Linked DNA regions of Mus musculus: regions 2 and 3 are each linked to region 1. A link is a contact called in public Hi-C and promoter capture Hi-C data. All regions are on one chromosome and are shown on one strand. Each heading gives the region's core, a stretch centred on a gene start, on an enhancer-like site or on the middle of the called end of the contact. The rest is flanking DNA. Distances are from core to core; before and after follow the strand shown. Region 1 holds the start of Papola (poly (A) polymerase alpha). Region 2 holds the start of Slc25a29 (solute carrier family 25 (mitochondrial carrier, palmitoylcarnitine transporter), member 29). Region 3 holds the start of Dync1h1 (dynein cytoplasmic 1 heavy chain 1).

What was found. Promoter capture Hi-C pulls out the DNA fragments that hold promoters and counts their contacts. A called contact is a pair of places that touch in the nucleus more often than the background predicts.
Region 2: a Hi-C map of B cells shows a contact between it and region 1, with 6 read pairs. The contact joins the promoter of Slc25a29 here to the promoter of Papola in region 1. A contact is called at or near these places in 2 of 484 Hi-C or Micro-C datasets (B cells and CD4 T cells).
Region 3: a promoter capture Hi-C map of pre-B cells shows a contact between it and region 1. The contact joins the promoter of Dync1h1 here to the promoter of Papola in region 1. A contact is called at or near these places in 1 of 39 promoter capture datasets (pre-B cells) and 1 of 484 Hi-C or Micro-C datasets (CD4 T cells).

Annotation. Positions count from the first base shown.
Region 1 is chr12:105,783,447-105,786,146 of GRCm38.p6, forward strand. Papola (poly (A) polymerase alpha) reads left to right here and starts at 1,251. Exons shown (of 22, transcript NM_011112.4): 1 at 1,251-1,468. The coding sequence starts at 1,461.
Region 2 is chr12:108,834,496-108,837,195 of GRCm38.p6, forward strand. It overlaps Slc25a29 (solute carrier family 25 (mitochondrial carrier, palmitoylcarnitine transporter), member 29), which reads right to left and starts at 1,381. Exons shown (of 4, transcript NM_181328.3): 1 at 1,157-1,381. The coding sequence starts at 1,190. It overlaps Mir345 (microRNA 345), which reads left to right and starts at 2,478; the gene lies at 2,478-2,573.
Region 3 is chr12:110,600,099-110,602,798 of GRCm38.p6, forward strand. Dync1h1 (dynein cytoplasmic 1 heavy chain 1) reads left to right here and starts at 1,297. Exons shown (of 77, transcript NM_030238.2): 1 at 1,297-1,756. The coding sequence starts at 1,507. It overlaps Gm35558 (a long non-coding RNA gene), which reads right to left. Exons shown (of 2, transcript XR_381950.4): 1 at 655-2,700; 2 at 1-266.

The sequences.
Region 1 (2,700 bases), core at 1-2,500:
TGGGGAGGGAGCTTTAGGAGTGAAAGGAAGCCCTAAGTGCAGGGGACCTCCAAAAGCTTCTTTCTTTTTTTTTTTTTTTTTTTTTTTGGTTTTTCGAGACAGGGTTTCTCTGTGTAGCCCTGGCTGTCCTGGCACTCACTTTGTAGACCAGGCTGGCCTCGAACTCAGAAATCCGCCTGCCTCTGCCTCCCGAGTGCTGGGATTAAAGGCGTGCGCCACCACGCCCGGCCAAAAGCTTCTTTCAAGAAGCTATGAGAAGGAAAAGGAATAGTTGGGCCTTTCTAATGATTACTCAGAACAGAATGGTGAGTGTACCCAGCCAAACCCCGTAAGAAGTGTGCCAGGGGCTGGAAATTTTAGGAAGGAAAAATACATTATCTTAAGATGAACCCAGCATACTAGGAATGGCTCCTTTTTCTGAGTATGGTCCAGTAACCCGAACTTCACCTGCCCAACTGCATTAACTCTTCAGCACAGAGACAAGGTCATAGTCACACCCAGAAGTATATTCCAATCTATCACATAAAATTGGTAGTGGTGTTTCACACCTGTAATGTCAACACTCAGGAGGTGGAGGCAGGAGGATCAGAAACTAAGGGCTAGTAGCTTCATGGGAGCCTGTCTTATAAAACAAACAAGAACAACAACAACAACAACAACAAAAAACCCGCCAAAACCCCAAAGGTTACTGTCAATTTTATTAAATTATTGCCTTGGTCCGGAATCCCCTGCCCTGCACATTTGGCATGAGAAGCACAGGTCTGGGCAACACAGATGCAGAGGGTCATCGTCAGGGGAGGGGATCCACGGCCACACTTCTGGGACAGGCTCTGTACTGGGCTCTAACACATTTAAGTCCTCACTCACATCGATGTTTAAAAAGCAGTTCTCCCACGCAGCGGAGGTGCAACTGGCACCGAACAGCTCTCGGTTCCAGGCATCCCCCGCGCTTGGGCTGCCCCGCACGTGGCGCCCGCTTGGGCCGCGCCCCCTTCTCATCGCTGCCACGGCTGCGTCACTCTCATTCGCCAGGACGGCGTCGCCAAGCGAATGAACTACAGCCTCTCGCTCGGAGCCTCCCGCACCCATCCCACGCTCTACCACGAAAGCGTGAGATCACCGGGGGGGGGGGGGGGGGGGGGGAGGGGGAGAAGCGCCGCTTCACGCCGAGAACTACATTTCCCGTCAGGTCTTGCGGCGTCGCGCAGCGCGCGCGCAGGCGCGCGCTCGGTGTGCGTGGCGGCGTCAGCGGTTCTAGAACGTTGCTGTGGTAGCGCTCGGGCGCCATGTTAGGACGAAGGGGAAGGAGGAGAAGCGCTTAAAGCGGCGGGGCACGGGTGCAGGACTGGGTTGGCCCCGGGGCTGAGGTAGGCTGCCGTCCTTCCCGCCTCGGTGGATCATGCCCAGGACGGCAGCGGTCGCGGGGGGGAAGTGACTGGGCGGTGCCGGCGCCGGAGACGATGCCGTTGTAAGTGATTGGCGTGCTGAGTGAGGCGCACGCCGGCCGGGCCCCGGGGGTGGCGGAGGGGGAGGGGAGGCGCACGGGCGCCCCGGGCCGCGGCTTCCGGCCCCTCGGGCGCGGGGCCCCCGCAGGATCCCCAAGCGGAACGGCGCCCGGCGCGGACTGGCGGGCCGCGGCTCCCGGGTTCCTTCCTGTCCCGGTTTCACCATGGCGCCGTCCAGCCCCCTAGTTCCCCACTTCCGCTTCCCTCGGAGCGGGTGAGGAACCGGGGCCGGGAGGGAGCAGGCCGCGCTGGCGGCCCGGGGGCAGCTTCCGGAACGGCGGGCTGCGGGGCGGCGCCGTCCCTGCTTTGTTGTGACTAGGCAACCTGGCTTCGGCGCGCTACCTGATCGCTCCCGCCCTTGGGTCACTTGTGTTGTGATTGCGAGTGTACGCTTTGAGCTAATTCACTTAGGCCTTCTAATGTCGCTAGGTCTACTTTACACACTTGACCGTGATTTTTCTTTACTTAATTTCCCCCCTCCCCCCTTTTCTCCTAAGAAAGATATTTGGAAACCGGTTGTTGGGATTCGAAAGTAGATGAGGGTTTTATGTTCCAACTAACCTATCTTGGCGAAAAGGCTTTAGGTCGTGCGACTGCTTTTCTTCCAAACAAGAGAGGCAGTTTTGGACGTAGCCTCAATGTGACAGATCTAGGGTTGTACTTACTAATTTAAAAATGGATTTCATGCGCTTTTCTTTCTCACACACTAGCTTGCTAGCTTTACTCGACCCTGATGTTTAGTCCAGAGACCTGTCAGCTGTATTTCTGTAGTGATAACATTTGTTGGGCTTAATTAACCACAAAGTTCCCTTTGACTCCTTATTCATGGAACAAGGGTAAAGGAGCACGAGAATAGAATCTATAAAGATGTTTGGTGTTTTTCAGTGGGGTTCAAGTAGATGTGAGTGAGTGAGGTGTTGTCACATGATGACCTTGTATTAGCTCATCCAGACTTTTTTCTGATACATCAGTGCTTAAAAAAAGATATGGTTGCACACTCTAAAGGGAAGGCTTCGGATTAGAAATGTTATCTTGTGTCTGGGAGTGAAGGTAGGAGGGAGAGTACAGGTTTCCTGCAGTTTTTATTTCAGTGCACTTCTGAAAGTGGAACGGTACAAGGAGGCTGCATGAGCACCGCACATGTCCAGGTCTATGCTTGAAGTTCTTCAGTCTATTTCCTTTAGGTTTAAAAAAA
Region 2 (2,700 bases), core at 131-2,630, 3.1 Mb after region 1:
ATGCAGACCAGGCTGGAGACAGGGCACATGACCACCCTGAGACAGGCTGGTTGAAGACAGATGGGTATCCCAGGCAGGGAGGGCCTACTTGAGCAAGTGCCCATGGGCTTGTGGGACAGTGGGGGTGCTCAAAGTCTCTATGCAAGCCTGGCCTCAGGGTGAATATATGCTCCCCAGATCAACTGTATATCCCAGGCTACAAATGGAGGTAACTCTGGCCCTGGGGAAACTGCAGTACAAGGGGGTCTTGGCCACGGCAGGAGTCCTGGCCATTGAAGATGCCCTCACCTGCCCTGTTACAGCTGGGGCTAGCATGGGGCTCTTTCTGGGTCTCTAATTCTCCACCTGCTTGTGGAAATCTCTGTGGCCTTCCCACAGCTTACAGAAGAAAGACTTGGTGACAGTCTGGTGGTTCTCAAGCACCTAGAGGGTACGTCACTGCTCAGGGAAGGCATTCTGCCAGACAGCAATGTTCTCCATCCAGGAAGAAGCAAGCACGGATTAAGCACCTAAGGCCAACTCCAGCCTATCACTGTTCCAGGAGAGACCTTTCCGGGTAGGGCTATGAAGGATGAAGACAGCAGGACAGGTGGATGAGGAGCCAGGTCTGGGCCTCAGAGCTGAACATATAACCAGCCAGACCACTACCACCTCAGTCGATTCACCTGGAATCCCAGCGGCTAAACCAGGCTCTATTTAATACTTAGTAAATAAACTAATCCTCTAGGCAAAAGGAAAGGCACTAAACGTTCAACAGGTCCGCACGGTAGTGTCATGGGCAGACCTAGCCTGCTCTCAGCTTCGAGCGCTCTTCAGTCAGGTTGACATGACCATTTATTTGACCACCCGGTGGACCGCCTCCTCCTCTCCTGAGCCCTCCAGCAGCTTAAAGCAATGCATGGGAAGTGCTGGGCGCCTGGGGTCGGGCCAGCCTTCTAGGAGGTCGCGCGGTGTCACCAGCCTCGCTCAGACAGCTGCGGGAAGGGATCAGTAGGCTGCGCGCCCGCATCCTTCTGTTCTGTCCCTGCCTCCGGCCAAGCCGCGGTGCTGCCAGGATCCCCAGACCTTGCACTCAGTGCGCACGGAAGGGTCAAGAAGACACCTGTCGCCGCGTACCAGCCAGAACGCCCGCCTGGCATGCCGGTCATCTCCTTACCTCCGGCGCATCCAGCCAGGAAGTCGAGCGCCATGGCCCGGCCCGGCGAGCCGGCTGTGTCTTACTACTCCTCGGGCCCGGCCCGCGGTTGGCCGTCGCGACTCCTGCTATCTGGCCTCCGGGCGCGCAGCCGGGTCGGGGAGGCGACTGGATGGCGACTCCTAGAAAAGCACTCCCCTGGCGTCCAGCTTGCCGGGCCTCACCTCGCACCGCTCGCACCGCCCCGTCGGCCTCAGCCCCCGCGGGGGCAGAGCGCAACCAATCGGTAAGCGAGGCACGGACACACCCCGTGCTCCGGGTGCCGCCGCCAAGTCTCATTGGCTGGGCGCGCCTGGAAGGTGTGGCCTCGGGCGCGGCGGGCGGGGGTGCCTCCCGGCTCAGTAGACAAAGACTGTGCTTCTCGGGCCCGCCCGCACGGCGCAAGGAAGGGGCAGTGCGGTGGGCACACTGCACACTGGAGCCCAGAACCTCCCAACCGCACGGTCCGAAGGGCGGCGCTCGATCTGCTTCAATCCTCGGACCCCTCACGGTATTTGGATGCGACTCTCCTGCTCAACCTCATCGTCCTTGCCTGTGTCAAGAGGACACAGTGGCGAGTGCACACGTGGAACGCCGCGACTCTCCCAAGGCCTACTTTGGTCTTGGACTCAGCTTGCTGGGAAAGTTCGAGAACGACCGCCCACTTGGAGGGGCCTCTGAGGCCCCGGATCTTCTTAAGCGAACGCGCAGGAGTACTGAGGACCCAGTGCACCCAGGCAGAGACAGGGACTTGAGTTTGAAGGACGTAGAAACGTTTTCAAACAGAAGGGGCCTGTGGATGGGGCCTGAGGATGGAAGGGTGCCGCCAAGCCCGACGTGTTCCTGGGAGCCGCCAGCAGGCCAGATCAGGGGCGCGGGCATCTGACTGCAGCTCTGGGCCTTGGGACAGGGTGAGCTAGGTGCAGGACAAGGAGCAAGCAGATATTCCAGGCTTGGAGAGCATTAAAGTTGAGGTGGGCTAAGAACCCGACGCGCCGCCCCCCACCCCCCCAGTTGCTGGTAATATCTACAACAGCAAGGAGTCTGGAAGCAAGTCCAAGTGATGGATACAGCCATCACTTACCGGGCCTCTGCTGGTCGTGACTTTCTTTTAAGCTGAGAGTGGAGTAACAGACTCCTGTGGTTACTCGAACTCTGCTCTTGCCTCTCCCCTCCCTAAACTGGGCGCGGAGTTGTGGGATGGCAGATCTGATGGAGGGGCAGCTCTGAGACCAGGGACCCCAGTGTTGTTTGAGAGGTGGTGTTTATCCTTGGAATTGAATGGACCCTTCGTGAAGCCGACACCCAAGTCCAGGCCTGCTGACCCCTAGTCCAGTGCTTGTGGTGGCTACTGGGCCCTGAACTAGGGGTCTGGAGACCTGGGTTTGATCTCCACAGGCTTTGAGTCATCTGGATGCCTTCTAAAGGCAGGTGGTAAGAGGAAGAAGGAAGTACACACTGGAACTGGGGTGATTGTAGGATCCCTCCTGAGGCCTTTGCCATTAACCCCAGCAATCCTCCTGCAG
Region 3 (2,700 bases), core at 47-2,546, 4.8 Mb after region 1:
AAACACTAACACAGCACCTAGTGTCAGGTGGACATTCAGTATTGATCACTGCCAGTACGCCAGCAATTCCACAGTAGCAATTCACCACAGTAGCTTTGGGTCTGTCCTCTCACCTCTGCAAGATTATTTATGACACATTACACCAGGGTGGGCTGATGGAGGGAGAATGGGGATATTTATCTGTTTTCTCTCTCTCTGTCTCTCTGTCTCTCTCTCTGTCTGGCTTCTAGAAGAATCTTCGGGCCTCCATCAGCAGCCTCTGGGACCTGGCACAGGACAATTGTGCAAGGAATAAGCATATTGTAGGGCTTCCCGTATTCCAAAGATGATTTGGGAGAATCAAGTCATACCACCATCATCCCACCAATCAGGACTCAGCTTTCTAACTCGGCATTATTATATTTTTAAAGATCATTTTGGCTTAGTTCCCTCTACCCAATTGAACAGGCAAGTTATGACCTGAACTTTCAAAGGCCAGTTACTAACCCTAAGAAAGTAAGCAAAGAGATTCTGCCCTTCTTGTCCTCCGTGTATGGGAGGAGGGGTGATGGGTCAGATGCAGGGAAACTTAGGAGCAATCTGAGCCCCTGCCTCCTGCCGATCCAGATTCCCGAACCCACAGAGCGGTGGGTGCTGCAGGTATGGGGAGCTTACCGTTGTCAGTGGATTCACTCATGCGTCCTTCTCTTACATCACCCTCGCTTGGTAAATGACACTGTGTTCAGAAGCCAGGTCCCATCGTAGCTTGATGTTCCTACTATCCAGGTTTCTTTTAGCCTACCGTTAGACTGCACTGCAGTTGCTGCTCCACCCATACCTAACCTTCCCTTCCTCAGACGCCAGTTCCTCAGCTAAAATCATCTCCCTTCCACTCTCTCCCTATCCAGTTTAGCGAAGTCATTGTGGGCATGCCCCTCATCTCCTCTGAAAAAACGTCCTCATCTTCCCAATGTGTATCTAATAACGACTGGGCAGTTGGGACTCCAGACTCCATTCATTCAACGGGAGAACTCAGGTTATTAATAGCAATGTCGGGCAGAGGATGAACTCTCACTAAATGTCAATTCTCGTCAATGCATCCTTAAAACACTATTTATGAAGCCTGAGGGGCTGGCTCTGTGATATTCTCTGCCACCTGGCAATGAAGACAGACGCGGTTCCTGGACCACTTTTGCGCAGAGTAATGGGTCCCGCCCTGCCCTCCGACTACAAGTCCCAAAAGGCCACGCGGCGCCGCACATAGCCCCGCCTCCAGTCGCATGCGTAACGTCGCGACGCCGACCGCGAGCGGGCGCCGGTGGCTGCAGCCAGCGGGCGGGGCGGGGCCGGCGGGAGCGGCGGCCTTTAGGGCGGAGCCGGCTCCGCTGTCCGCAGTCGGCCGCGGGTTAGCGGGCAGAGCGTCTCCTGTCGCCGGTTCCCCTCGCTCACTGCTCTCTCGTGCCGGAGGCCGCTCCTCTCGGCTCTCGCTCTCTCTCTTTCTATCTCTCTCCCTTCCGTGGATCCGCCATGTCGGAGCCGGGCGGCGGCGAGGACGGCTCGGCCGGCCTGGAGGTGTCGGCGGTGCAGAATGTGGCGGACGTGGCGGTGCTGCAGAAGCACCTGCGTAAGCTGGTGCCGCTGCTGCTGGAGGACGGCGGCGACGCGCCGGCTGCGCTGGAGGCGGCGCTGGAGGAGAAGAGCGCCCTGGAGCAGATGCGCAAGTTCCTGTCAGACCCGCAGGTCCACACGGTCCTGGTGGAGCGCTCCACCCTCAAAGGTGCGCGGCGCCCCCTCCCCGGTCGCGTGGAGCAGCTAGGGTGCCCGGACCGCCAGCGCCCGCACAGTGGGGTCGCTTTGTCTCCGCGGCTTCTCAAGATGGCCGAGTTGGGTGGAGACAGCGTCTCCCGGTCCCGGCTGGGCACAGGGCCGCATCCCTGCCTCCAGAGTCACATGAGCTTTTTTGGTTTCGATTCGTATCCAAGCTTAGCTCGCTTTGGGAAGAGTGTGTCTAGGACAGCCTAGGTGCTGGCCCTTGGGTGGGCTCGGGGACCGGTGGGTTGGCGGGAGCCGGAGTGGGCAGGCCCTGGTCACCCAGCATCTCTGCTGTCTGCGGCTGCCTACGCGTAGGCCTCCATTGGCCTCGCAGCATCATTGTTGAGTGGGTGTATCTCCCAGTTTTACAAACCAGGAAACTGAGTCCCGTGGCTGGTCCAAGGTCACCAGCTAAAATACAGGACCTTGAGATTAGACTCAGCATATCAGTTTCCAGTCCAAATTGCTTGTTTTGCTGATCATGGCTTGAAATTGTTGCTTAGATGACCCTAATGACAGCTCTGTGACATTTAAGTCTGATTTCAAAGACTTAAGAACTGTTGCTTACCTAGTTGGGGAAGGAGGCAAAGAAGCTGACATGTTCCCGTTGTGTCCTCCAGCAGAGACTCTCACAACATCCCTAGATTGATCTGGAATAGGGGGCTTGCTTGCAGGACTCCTTCCTTCTTGAGGCTTTAAAACCACTTTGTAGCATCTGGGGAACTTGTATGACATGCTGGCGAATGGGTGTGGCATTTCCCTAGGAACCCAGATGTGCTGTTTAAAAGTAAAATAGCCCTTAGGGATTGAAGATGGACTGAGAATATTTGCTAGCAAGTTCCCTAGAGTTCCAAAGGCTGTGTGGTTCCGTTAGAAAACCAGAGTGGCTGTCCTTTCGATAGTTTGTAT